Regions from separate parts of the Mus musculus genome. Here region 2 is linked to region 1. The links are chromatin contacts, called in public HiChIP or PLAC-seq maps. All regions are on one chromosome and are shown on one strand. The core of a region is the stretch at or near the end of the contact, and the rest is flanking DNA. Distances in the headings are between cores, read along the strand shown. Region 1 holds the start of Rnf17 (ring finger protein 17). Region 2 overlaps Rnf17 (ring finger protein 17).

Region 1 (7,178 bases), core at 2,982-5,481:
GTGTGTGTGTGTGTGTGTACTTTGAGATTGTATTATACCAATATATAAAAGTTAAATTAAAATTCTAAACCCTTCCTGTTCAAATTATTGTGTTCTTATAGTTTGCTTTGGTTTTGTTTGTTTGTTTTAAAGACAAGATCTTGCTACGTAGCCCTGACTGTCCTGGAACTCAACATATAGACCAGGCTGGCCAGAAACTCACCTCCTCTGTGCCAGGACAAAGGCATCCACCACAACAACCAATTTACCTCCTGTGGTTTTGTTGCTGGCATTTTCCTTCTCATCTAAGAAAACACCAAAAAATATAACTGGATTTTTAAAGTGAAGGCAATGAAACTTATGCAAGATACCTATCTAATAAATACGTCATGGAATATGGAATAAACAATGAAAGGTAGTAAAATGAATATTTATTGCTAGAGAATTTTTAAACAAAAATCAGAAATCATATTGAAAATAACACAGAAAACTAAAGCATCTCTAAATAAAAGAAATAAACAGAATTCTGAAAAGTCACAGCCCAGAATAATATATTATTGATGGAATCTAGAATAAAGAAAAATTCTCCTATAACTATAAGAACAAGGCAGTCGAAGAGATGAGATTTCAAAAGCCAAAATGAACAATAAATGTGAGCAGACGGTATCAGCGTCATTGATCACTTGAAAAAGGCAAGCAAATACTACAAAGTAACCTTATGATATGCTCATTGAATTATTTTTATTAAAAATAAATAAAACGCCAAATGGCTGCTGACCCAAGCATTTTCATGGCAGGATCTACCATAATTGGTGCAAGCAGGTGGACTGGAAGGCAGAGAAAGTTGTCAATTTTGTGTGCCCTTTCCTTCAGACAAACTCTCTCCTGGTAATCTAGAATAGTCACTTGTCTCTGGATGGGCTTGGAATTTGAATAATGATCTTTGAGTAATCCAGATTAAGACAGGCCAGGGAAGAAGGGAGGGAGAGGGAAAGCAGAAGCAGCGACATAAAGACAGAGACAGAGAAAGTTTGTGGAGGATCAAGGTTGGTGGCATACATTGGTGATTTCAGTGGAAGATAGATGTAAAGGTTGCAGTTCTGTAGGGAAAGACCTTCTCTACAGAAGTATTACAGCTCTGCTCTGAGAGGTGTCCTGGCAGCCAGGAGCCAGGAAAACCACAAATCACACCACACGACAAACCTCACATGAGAGATTTATTGTGAGGGAAAATCCCAGGAAGGTGGCTGCTTCTGCTGGGGTGAGAAGCAGCAGAGAACTGGGCAGAATACAGGGTTTGTATAGGGTTTCTTGGTTCTTGGGGGTAGGGGTGGGGTGGGGGGTGGAGCTTTCCAGGGTGACCTGATATTGGGGCAAGTTCAGGGATTGGTGGGTTCTATTTCTTGGTCCTGGTCCTGGACTTGGGGTCAAGTCAAGGTCAGTGTGTTCTTTCCCTGGGCCTTTTACCCTACTGTACAGGCAAGAAGAGCATGTGTAGGGAATCAGCCTGAGAGCTATTGCAAGTTCTAGGCCAGCCTGAGATATATAGTAACACCCGTATCAACAAACAAACAAGTGATCTTCAATACATAATACTTTGGGGCACCAGGAGGAAAAAGCAATGAAGTTTTAGCAGAAGCCTCACAAGATTCCAACATAAGTACTTCCAAACACAAAATTACAATCCAATACAAAATAAGTCATTGTGCATGAAAATCAGCAAAAATAACCATTTATAGAATTAAATTCCTCAACGGAAAAGAATTTAAAGGATATAGTATAAAATGTGTTCAAAATAGTAAAGAAGGGACTAGAGAGAAGGATCGACAGGTTAGAGCACATACTGACCTTGAAGAGAATTGGGTTCCAGCACCCATGTGGTGGCTAAGTCCTGATTTATCCAAGACTGTTCAACTTCTGAGATTCCCAAGGGCTTAATTTTCTGCACCATGCTTGATGACATTCAGAATGCCACTGAGATTCAGAAGTTCCACTGCACAGTATCACCTCAGATAGTCTTATTTTGGACAAAATGAATCTCTATGCAATGAGATTGCTACTATTCAAACTATACTACTATATAGTGTGTGTATATAGTGGCATGTACCTGTTACTCCAGCAACTCTGGAAGCTCAAATGAGAGATCACCTGAGTCCTGACGCTTGAAACCAGCCTGGGAAAGATAGATAGATTCTGACTCAAAAAGTAAAAGGCAAAATCAGACTAATACTACCTGCTGACAACCTGCAAAGCCTGAAAAGACACGAGTTGATAAAGAGGAAGGGGTGGGTACTTCAGATGAGGAAAGACGAAACTTTTTTAAAGGTAAGAGTAATCAACATGTTACATAAGATTATGGGCTTGATTAGTATTAGGAAGCAACTTAAGCTCCATCACGAGTCAGTAAAACCTATGGGTTGTGAGAATCCATCTTTCCTCCTAAAGGTAACAGGGCATAGGAATTTTTCAGTGGGAGTATGCCTTTAAACTTTTTAAAAAATCAGTCCATCATAAAATTTCTCAATTACTAATAAAGTCTGCTTATTTTCATATCTGAAAACATTGTTCACTATTTTCAAAAGGCAGTCTGAAACAAAAAGCAATACTTAAGAAATGGATGGCACACCTTTAGATTCTGAGATACGTTTACTTTTACAATGTTTCAATATACATACACCCAATTCAAGGTACAAAATAGTTTGTTTTACAAACAAAAACAAACAAACCCTATAAAAATGTCAATTTCTGTTCTAGGAGGTGTGTGCCTCTGAGCACAATTAAAAAAAAACAACCACATACAATCACATATACAATACAGAGCAGGAAAGAGAAACAATATGGATGGGCTTTATTCTTTTTTTTTTTTTTTTTTAAAGATTTATTTATTTATTTATTTATTTATTATATGTAAGTACACTGTAGCTGTCTTCAGATGCACCAGAAGAGGGCATCAGATCTCATTACGGGTGGTTGTGAGCCACCATGTGGTTGCTGGGATTTGAACTTCGGACCTTCGGAAGAGCAGTCGGGTGCTCTTACCCACTGAGCCATCTCACCAGCCCCGATGGGCTTTATTCTTAACTGCTGAGTTGGACCTGCCACCTTCAGTCGCTTCTTCTGAAATACTCCCATCACTCAGCTACTGGATTCTTTCATTCTTTGTTCACAAAGCCATTCCCATGCTTTCCTGATCAAAGGGCAAAGTGTAATATTCAGAACGCTTTAAAATTCTTCAGCCTCCACTCTCTCCCACCAAAATCCCATACGAAGGAAACTAGTATGCTCTCTGAATGATTTATAAATTAATTCCTTAGCAGCCGCTGTATCTCCCTGCTAAAAGTTTCTCCTTGAGTTCTTTCCCCCCGGGATTATTACTCTCTGTTCATTCCTATAGTACCAGTGGGGTTTTAGGGTCTAGGGAAAATCTTGCAATGTCTAGGGAGACTTTTCATACCACTCACTGTAAACCATATCGACTCCGTGTCTTCACAAAATTCTAGCTACATGTCTCTCAAACAGAAATCTATTAGTTTGCAAATTCTTTGCATCCTCGATGTCTCCCAGGATAGTGACTTGTAGATGAGGCTCAGGAGCTATTAGTAACGAGCATCCCTTTGTTTGGAATTAATTGGATCTCTCACAAGGGTAGCTAATTGACTTCTCTGCAACAGTTGATATCAAGTAATGACAGATTGCCGCCCTGACCCAAAGCAGATGGAGACGGGGCCTCCTTGGTTCTAAAGGCCTGGTACTTGAGGTCCCCCTGGCCCAGTGATGTAAGTCGTAATACACAAAATGCAAATTCGAGTTGATGAAAAGTGTAAAGTGGTGGCTCCTGGGTAAGACTTCAAAAGTAAAAAGTAAACTCGCACCCGGGCGTGTTAATCCCCAGCACTTGTGAGGCAGAGGCAGGTGGATTTCTGAGTTAGAGGCCAGACTGGTCTACAAAGTGAGTTCCAGGATAGCCAGGGCTATACAGAGAAACCCTGTCTCGAAAAAAACCAAAAAAAAAAAAAAAAAAAAAAAAAAAAAAGTAAACTCGCGGCCTCTTCTGAGAACACAGGCCTCCAGGATAAAAGCCCAGCACCGCAATGCAGCCAGAGCAACCTGGGGTTGGGGGGTGGGGAGTGAGGCGGGGCCTAGTCTTTCTGCCTCCTGATTGGCTACCTATGGTCGCCGGAGTCCTGTGATTGGTTCTTGACGCGAGGGCTGCTGGGACTTGCACGTGCTGCTGCCCCTCAGCGCTGAGAGGAGCAATGGCGGCAGAGGCTTCGTCGACCGGGCTGGCTTCCTGTCACCTAGTGGAGAGTAAGAGTGGAGCGCAGGGTGCTTCGGGGTGTCAGTGCACTCGGTGTGGAAGGAAGGTGTCCGTTGCCTCCGGTGAGGAGCCTGGGACTGGCTGGGTGGCCCCGTGGGAGGGTGTGTGACCCCGGCCTTGGCTTCGGGCTTGTGCGCGGTTGGGCCGGCCCTCCAGGGTTCTCTCCACACACCCAGGAAGATGGAGACAGAGATGTGAGGCGGGCGGTTAGCTCTGCCAAGTCTCTGGAGCGCGTTTCCCATACTTCCCTAAGTTGATAGGCTCAAGAAACAGCGGGTGAGGAAGTAGGGTACTAATTATCTGGAGTCACCCTCCTCCACCACAACATTTGAATTTATTCCTCCTTCGGTTAAAAAAAAAAAGAAGGAAGGAAGGAAAGAAAGGAATGTTTCATGATCTAGTGATCAAGAAGAAATAAAACTTGATTTTCCTGGGTAGTTTTTCAGTTTTTCTTGTAGGAATAATAAGTAAACTGAAAAGCTCTTAGATGGAAAAAAATAAAATAAAAAAGGCCCAATTTAACTTAAAGCGTTGCTGGAGAAACTATAGTTCCTTTTGTGAATCTTAGGATATTGTATTTGCCTTTGTTCACTGTGCCCTTATGGAGGTCATTTACAATCTTCAAAATGAATTTTCTTTCCTTTTGTTTATTTGGTTTGGTTTTTCGAGACAGGGTTGCTCTATGTAGCCTTGGCTGTACTGGAACTTATTCTGTAGACCAGGCTGGCATCGAACTCGGAGATCTACCTGCCTGCCTGCCTCTGCTTCCCAAATGCTGGGATTAAAGGCATGTGCCACCACTGCCCGGCTACAAAATGAATTTTTAAGTTCAGGTTATTTTAATGTAACTTGAGTACTTTAGATAATTTTAATAGGTATTCGTTATTGAATCAAAACTACTGAAATGACTAAAAAGTCTTACTCTTTTACCTGTTTAATGTTTATACTTTAAAGGGGAGGTCAGTGGGCTCTTTGAAGATGGACACCATTTGGGAGACAGACCCTTCCACAGAGAAAACTAGTTGTATTTTCAATCTCTCTGGAGGTATTTGTTTTGCAGTGCTAGGTAGTAAATCTAAATCCTTGTACATGGTAGGCAAACTAGCTGTCCTTGGTCCAACCTCCTAAGTAGTTGGAATTGCAGCCTTGTACCTTTAGGCCTGGCCTTATTTGGAGTTTAGATCACTGTTTCTGTTAGGTAGAAAATGCCCATTTTAAAATGAAAATTATTTAAAAAAAAAATAAGGTTCTTGAACATAATCTTACAAAGTCAGTGGCTTGTCTGTGCATTTATATTATAAGATTGAGTTCATGCTTTGTAAGCTAAAGTGTGCTACAGGTCAGCTTGTACAATATCAGAAATTTTATTAAAACAGTTGAAATTTTTTTTATTGACTTAGTAATATTAGCCCTGAAATTTAACCAAATTTGTATCAAATTTCAGCTTGCCAAAAAATTAAAATATTCTTCTAAAAAGTTAAATTAATGAAATTATTATAATTTAGCAAGAATCCTATAGATGTGTTCTAGCAAAACATTACTAACTTTAGTTTTCTTTTAAAAAAACAACAACAACAACTTTGTTTTGGTGTATAAGAGTGTTTTGCCTGCATGTATATCTGTGTACCCCATGTGTGCCTGGTGCCTGAGGAAAAAGCTGCCACCTGTTTGTAACCTTATGAGGAGGCAGAAACTGATAACTCTCTTGGGTTTACTTGCCAGCCATCCTAGCCTATTTGACATGTTCCAGGCCAGTGGATGACCCTCAAAAAACAAAGTGGACTACTTCTGAGGATCAGAACTCAAGGTTGTTCCTGTAGCCTCTACATGTACACACATGTGAATATTCACACACACACTAACAAAATAATAAGATAGCATTCTATTTTAAATTTATATAATTTTTAAAAGTTTATTAAGCTTCAAAGTCTACCTAGTACATTTAAATATTTTTAAAAATATTTAATATATTTTGTGCATGTGTGTGTGTGTATGTATGTATGTTGATACATACATATATGCATTTGAAAGCCATAAGAAAACTTGCAGGAGTCAATATTATTCTTGTGTTTTGTAGGTTCTGGGAATAAAAGTCAGGTCACCAGGCTTAGCAGCAAACACTCTTACCCAGTGAGCCATCTTGCTGGGTCACATTCAAATCTTGATACTATATTTTCACCCAAGGTTATGGTACTCTTCACAAATGCTAGGTTTGCAAAAATAATCTGAATGTAGGTCATAACATGTGGTTTCTACCCTGTTTTCCATCCTTGCTAACATCTTAGATTACTCTGAGAAAATTCTTACCAGTGTTTCATTTCAGCCTAACCCTCTCATAAGATAGAAAATACAGGGTAGTATTGTCAAACAGAATGGAGATGATATTTGGAAACAGAAAGTTGGAGTCTGGATTAAACATTTTAAATAGTCAAATTACCAGCATATTTTCCTACTTGTAGATTAGACACAATATTTGCAGCCAATTAGACATATTTACAAAGGTCAAATGAAATATGTCAGAGCACTTTGTATCATTGTAAAATAGGGCAGATTTACAGTTGTATAGGTTCAAAACTGTCTGGATTCATGCAAACATTATATAGCTCTGCATGATTTTGCTTCCTGATTTTTCTCCCTCCTTTTGACCTCCTAAATGTTAAATAAATCAGCCAATCTAACTGAACTAGGGATCATATATATATACATATATGTGTGTGTGTATAAGAATACCTTTTTAATTTGCCCTTTGATGGGTACCTATTCCCTAATTCTACAAATTGTAGACTTTTTTAATTGGTGAAATTTCATCAATAGGTGACCACCACAAGTTTCCATGTGGACATGCCTTTTGTGAACTGTGCCTGTTAGCACCTCAAGAATA
Region 2 (6,631 bases), core at 292-2,791, 66 kb after region 1:
CTAAAATAGAAGACTGGGGAAATGGCTCCGTGAATAAAGGTGCTTGTCACACACGCTGAAGGGACTGAGTTTTAATACCCAGACCCAGAATAAAATAACCTCACATCACAAGCATCTAATCTTAGTGCTCCTAGGGCAGGATAGGTGGCAGAGGCAGGAGAACCCTTAGAAGCTCACGGGCCAGCAAGCCTGACATACACAGAAGAGGAGATCTCAGATCAAACAAGGTGGAAAGCTAAGACCTATACCTGAGGTTAAACTCTGACCTCCACTCATGCACCATGAGCACCTTAATTTTCACACATATGTTAAACACACACACACACATCACTTAAAATAGAAAGTATGTATAATTACTAAACATATTTGGTGTTCTATAAGTTTCATAAAAAGCTATTTAGTTCCATGAATTGTAATTTAACTGTTCCTGACTTAAATTATGTAGCCTTTGGAATGAGTTCATATCACTACTCTAAGTGATACTAAGATGACTTAAGTAACTATGGAGACAGCAGAAGATCCTAGCTAGTGTTGTGTGACTCCAGAGATGGTCCACATAGGTTTCCTTTAGAAGAGTAAAGGCAGAGAGCAGTGAGCGCAGAAAGGCCACAGAGATTGAGCTGGTCTCACCTCAGCACCACCGCAGCCCACAGCAGCCGTGACATGCTTTTGACCAGTCTCAGCTCCAGAGTCCTCTGATAGAAATCTGAGTGTTTATTACAGGGCTAAATAAGTGGAAACCATGCCAAGTTATAAGTTAGAGAAACATTGAAAATGGTATACTTTTGGTAAATAAGTCAATGTTTATACAAGCCCAAAACCTTTATAGGAATTGGTTTGCTTATTATGCTTTTAATTAGGTTTAGGTCACAATCACCAAGAAGTCACAGTGAAAAAAATACAACTTTATGCTATCATCCACCCATTTTGCCTGAAGAGATGACTGAAGTTTCAGTCATGGTTTGCCATATAAATAGTCCTACTGATTTTTATCTTCAGCTGGTAAGTATACACTTTTTAAAAAAGATTTTTAAATAGAAATGTTTAATAGAATAAATACAAATTAATCAAGTCTTCTGTACGTTTAAACTTCTTAGAAGCTGCAACTATAAACAACAGGAAGTTCACTGGACTTATGACAAATAGAAATCTTTCTCCTACAAGTTAGTGAAATAAAGGTAGAAAAAGATAAGAGTGGTACTTATGTCTGAGTGTTTCTTGCTTCCCTATAGACAAGAGACTGGGAAAGCTAATTCCAACCAGAAAGATCTAAGAACTGCTATTACTAACTTCAAACTAGAGTAAACCTTCTTAGATTGAGCTTGGGATGTGTGATTGATAAATCAGTTTAGACAGCTAATAAAACAGCAGGCTTGTCATTGGTCTCTCATTGTTTTATATGAATTAGTTCATATATAAACCATAGTCTTCCTGTGAAGTCATCACTAATATCACAGAAATACTGTGGTTGGGGCTGAAGATGACTCAGCATTTAAGAGTACTGGTTGTTCTACCAGGGACCCACATGTTGGCTCACTGCAATTTCATTTCCATGGGATCTAATGCCCTCTTCTGGCCTTCCATGGGATTAAACATGCAAGTGGTGCACAAGTATGCATACAGGCAAAATACATATACACACATAAATGCTGTGATAAAGATGCTACTGCCTCTATTAGATGTGGAGTCTGATCACATAGATAAAACGTCTTTTTTCCACACAACTCTGAAAATATACATTCTGGCTTGAACTGGGCCATGTTGCTTCAGAGCCTGCCATCTCCAATGCAGCACCACTTTCTGGTTGCCTGCATGATTAATGGAAGCTCCTAGCCTTGTAATAAATAGGACATGCATTTCTTTTTCTTCCAATGTCTTTTTGTTTTGGTAGATAAGCATAATGTTAATTTATTATTTTAACATTTTTAATTAAATTTTTTTGAGAACTTTATAATTGAGTACTGTACTTATATCATTTCTACTCCTCTCTCTACCCACTCCCACTCATCCCATGGTCTCCCATGCCCTCTGCAATTCATGACCTCCTCTTCTTTTATTGTTGTTACACACAAAAATACAGCCTTCCAAGTCTACTTGGTGTTGTTCTATGTGTGTGAGATTTTATGAGTGCACCTTGCCCCTCATATAGAGAAGACGCTGTGTCATAGCCGATATCCTAGGCTCCTGACTCTTACAATCTTTCTGCCACCTCTTCTACAATATCGCCTGCACATTAGGTATAGGGACTGTGTTGTAGGTATATTATCAATTGAAAGGTTGTTTGGAAAAACCATAGGAAGACATAATATTTTGTTATTTTATATGTACAGGGATATATATAGTTTGAATGAATTTATGCCACTTGGAATGAAAATATTCCCCTAAGAGCCATAAGTTGTCTTAACAGAAACCCCAATACTATATACATAGGAAACCACCTTGGAGTTGTTGGTCAGTTGTTGGTAAGACTCTGTCTCAAAAAAGGGGGGAGGGACTTGTGAATTTTCTGTATTCTTAAGTAAAATAGGTTTCATTTATTAAACTTTAGGCTATATTTGGTATGGTCTGAAAATATTGTTTTTGAAATTCCTATACTTCCCTCTCCCCTAATCAAGGGTATTTGATTAGTTCTCCAAATGCCAGTTATTAATATTAGGAAAGTTTGTTTCTTTGAGGAAAGATCTTGCTATTTGTCCTTGGATGTCCTGGAACTCAGTATATAGTCCAAGCTAGCCTCAACTCCTAGAGATATGCGTGCCTCTGCTTCCTGAGTCCTGGGATTACAGTTGTGCACCAGTTCTTTTGCATTTTAACTTGAGGGAATTACCAACTTATTTTAAAACTGCTAGGTAAATGATAGGGAAGTAGATATCAGACATCAAAGATATCAGACTAATTCATGAGCACAAAAAAAAAGGTACTAATGTTTTATGAGAAACGTCAGAATCATGGTCAGAGTTATGCTTTAATTTTGGCATTCTAATAGTGGGTTGTAAGTATTGTATCTTCCAGTGTATTTGAGCATGCATGATCATACAAAATCACCAGCAAAAAGAGGGTTGGCTGAGATCTATCAAACTTGTGGATGTTGTAGTTACTTTGCGGGAAGTACAGCAAGTATACTCTACTCAAAGGAAGAATAAATAATAATATAAGAGTGCTGGCAAGATGGCTCGTTAGATAAAGAAACTTGCTACAAGCCTAACAACCTGAAATTGATCCAGGAAGCCATATGATAAAAGGGGAGCATTCACTTCTGCAAGTTGTGTGGCCTCCACAGGGATGGTGTAAGGATGCAACCACATGAACCCAGAAGGTGGAAGATCCTCTGGAAAAAGGGCTTTGATGGTTCTTATTCATTATGCAAATGTGGAGGCCAGAGGACAACTTGCCAGAATTGGTGCTCTCCCCCCCCCTCCGCCCCCACCATGTGGTCCTAGAAAACTCGAGTTAACAGCAAGATTGTAAGCCTTGTCAGCAAGCACCTTTGCCTGCTGAGCCATCTCAGTGATCCAGAAGAGGTTGTTTTTTAAGATTCATTTCTATTTTTTTAATTTTATATATGTGGGGTGTGCTTGTAAGTGTAAGTGATGGGGGAGGCCAGAAACTATGGATCCTCTTGGATCTGGAAGTTCAGGTGATTGTAAGCTACTTGACATGATTGCTGGAACAGAACCTGGGGCCTCCCCAAGAGCAACATGCACTCTTAACCACTGAGCCATCTGTCTAGCCCCAACTCTGTAAAATATTATGAAAAGAGGGCTGTGCTAGTTTGTAGAGTTTGTTTATGAATTCTAGAGATAGCAGCCAGAAAAATAGTATAATCTTGGATTGCATAATCATTTGGATCATTTAGAGAAAACTAAATATAGCTTAGAAACATGAGTAGAAACATTTACTGAAGCAAAATGAGTGTTAATGGGAAAATAGTGGTCACTAAATTGTGCATACAGAGGTTTGGAGAGACTGGAGAGGCTTAAAAGCACTGGCTGCTTCCTAGAGGACCTGGGTTTATTTTCCAGTACCTACATGGTAGCTCACAACCATCTGAAACACCAATTGCAGGAGAATCTAATGCACTCTTCTGGCCTCATGGGTATCATGCATGCACATGGTGCACATACATACATACATACAAGCAACATACCCATACACATAAAATAAAAACTATAAATTTTATGTACAGTATGACTAAGTTTTGTTAAAAACAAAAGTTTGAGTATATGTGTATGGACACAGACATAATCTAGATGAACATACAGTAAGTTACTTTGTTGAATGGGATCTTAGTTTTGTTTATATCTACACATAGTAATTTTATACTGGTTCTGAATAAAATAGGTTCAAAATAAATTATATAACACCACATTGATCTATATCTAATGTCAGTTAATGTTTATGAATTTCTGAGCAGTACTTGTAATAAATTCAACATTTGAGCTTCCATTTTCTATTAAGCTGCAGTGTCATATCCCTTTCTCCTCAGATGGAGAACCTGGACTTTTTATCTCTTTTAAAAACAATTGAGGAATTCTATAAAGGTGAAGATGGAGAAAATCTGGAAATCCTTTGTCCTCTTCAGAATCAAGCCTGTGTAGCTAAATTTGAAGATGGAATCTGGTATCGTGCAAAAGTGATCGGTAGGAAAGTGCTTGTTATTTCCACAGGGAAATGTACACCAGAGCAAGCATCACCTGAAGTGTTAGAAAGCAAATCACGGAGGTGTTATCTGCTCCCAACATGTGCCCTGTCATACGTCTTTAGAAGGCATGATAACTTCAGAAGGTCGATCTCTGGCTACTAGAGTTTGATTTGCTTGATTAGAAATTAACCGTTGGGAATCTGGCGAGAAAACCAGTAGATGGTGCAGAGCATCAAAACCCATTCTTTGAACCTTGGCTGCCTTCATCTGTTTCTTGCTGGTTTTTGTTTGCTTGCTTGTTAAGATGCAAATCTCTTAGCTTCCTTTCTGAATTACTGTATTCCTCTCTCTTAGGGAATTACTTTGTTATTTAAATTTCCCTATCTTACTGAACTCTTTCTCTCTCTCTCTCTCTCTCTCTCTCTCTCTCTCTCTCTCTCTCTCTCTCTCTTTCTTCCTTTCGTTTTTCGAGACAGAGTTTCTCTGTATAGCCCTGGCTGTCCTGGAACTCACTGTGTAGACCAGGCTGGCCTCGAACTCAGAAATCCGCCTACCTCTGCCTCCCAAGTGCTGAGATGAAAGGCGTGCACCACCACACCCGCCACTGAACATTTTTTACACTCTCCTTAAGTAATTGAATTCAGTTCAACAATAATAGAATTAGAGCTAAGCATGATAGGATTACAACGTTACACCTGTAATCCCAGCACTGAGGAAGCAGAAGCAGGAGAGCCATTTCAAAGTCATCCTCAGCTACATCACAAAATCAAGGCTACTCTGAGCTGTTTGAGTGTATATACGTCTCAGAAACAACAAAATACTACAAAATGAACTGATCTAAAAATTGAAAGTAAAACCAGGTGTGTGGCCCTGCCTGTAGTTCCAGCTGCTAGGGAAGCTGAGGCAGAGGGGTTCAGGGACTGAGTGGCTTATAAAAACCTTGTCTAAAAATGCAGAGCATTAGCCAGACATGTGCCAGACTTTTGCTTCAATTTCCAAAACCACAAAAATAATACATATAAACAAGTAGGGGTTGGAGATTAGAGATTTCTGAAAAGGGAGGTATTGGCAACAAACCCTGTGTGGTTGCTCCCAGCCTATGGCTATGAAAGAACAATTATATATGAAGCCTTTGGGTTTTGGAAGTTAGCATACCATAGGCAGTTTAGCCTGGTATATTATGTTCTGGGGTTTGGTTTGACCTCAGAAAACTCAAATCAGGACTTGGTTCTCAGTGCAGCAGTATTGGAAGGTAGAGCCTAGTGGGAGATTTGGGGAGTCATGAGAGCAGAGCTTTTCTTGGAAGAGTGGATTCTTGCTCTGGATTAATTACCAAGGGAGTGGGTGATTTCAGAGCAAGGCTGCCTCTCACTGCCTCTTTAGCATGCACTCACTTGCCCTTCCACTTCATCATGAGTTGAAAGTCCTTACCAGAAACCAAGTAGACATGTAGCCACGTGCCATGGTATTGAACTTTTTCACTGTCTGTATATGTATTTTCTACATTTTCCTTAAGTCAAAAAAATAAATTGAATTCACAAAATAATAAAATTAGAACTGTGCATGGTACTACATAGCCTATTATCCCAGTACTTGGGATTTGGAGCCTCTAGAACAGTGAGCTACACATACCACTGTTTTTATAGGGTACACTGTCAGTTACGCTGTTATAGCAAGAGAAAAATGGGCTAGGTCCAGTTGGATTTCAGTGTCTGTAGGTATGTACCTTTTTATTAAAAGGATTAAGTTTAGTTTGGCACTGTTTAAAATGTTTTTCCATTAACCTAAGAACCTAACTAGCTACTACCAAAACAGAAAATTTCAAATCCTATATGAAAATTATTTAATCTTCCAAATTAAATTTTCTATCCTCAGTCATCAATGGTTTTAATTCAGTTAGTAGTTAGTGCCTTAAACTAGCTAACCTTTTTTCAGATATAATTCTTTTGAATGTCTTTGTGTTGCTATAACTAAGCATCACAGACTGTG

Evidence for each region. HiChIP or PLAC-seq counts read pairs in DNA pulled down with a chosen protein or histone mark.
Region 2: a contact with region 1 is called in an H3K27ac HiChIP or PLAC-seq map of embryonic stem cells, with 5 read pairs. The contact joins the enhancer-like site here to the promoter of Rnf17 in region 1. A contact is called at or near these places in 7 of 39 promoter capture datasets (the 3T3-L1 cell line, 3T3-L1-derived adipocytes, the HPC-7 cell line and 4 more), 3 of 484 Hi-C or Micro-C datasets (embryonic stem cells, nephron progenitors and stem cell-derived cardiac mesoderm), 2 of 115 datasets of contacts at active chromatin or transcription factors (bone marrow-derived dendritic cells and embryonic stem cells) and 3 of 9 other capture datasets (adipose tissue, embryonic stem cells and liver).

Annotation. Positions count from the first base shown.
Region 1 is chr14:56,398,466-56,405,643 of GRCm38.p6, forward strand. It overlaps Rnf17 (ring finger protein 17), which reads left to right and starts at 4,232. Exons shown (of 37, transcript NM_001033043.1): 1 at 4,232-4,359; 2 at 7,112-7,178. The coding sequence starts at 4,236. Gm32454 (a long non-coding RNA gene) reads left to right here. Exons shown (of 3, transcript XR_383454.3): 3 at 133-363.
Region 2 is chr14:56,466,805-56,473,435 of GRCm38.p6, forward strand. Rnf17 (ring finger protein 17) reads left to right here. Exons shown (of 37, transcript NM_001033043.1): 16 at 861-1,002; 17 at 4,487-4,640. Among named protein-coding and RNA genes, the nearest start is that of Rnf17, 67 kb to the left of the region's middle. Within about 2 kb of position 1,542, at least 7 of the 459 cell types and tissues checked have an H3K27ac peak or open chromatin away from gene starts, as enhancers often do. A contact at or near this core is called in embryonic stem cells, where this site is marked.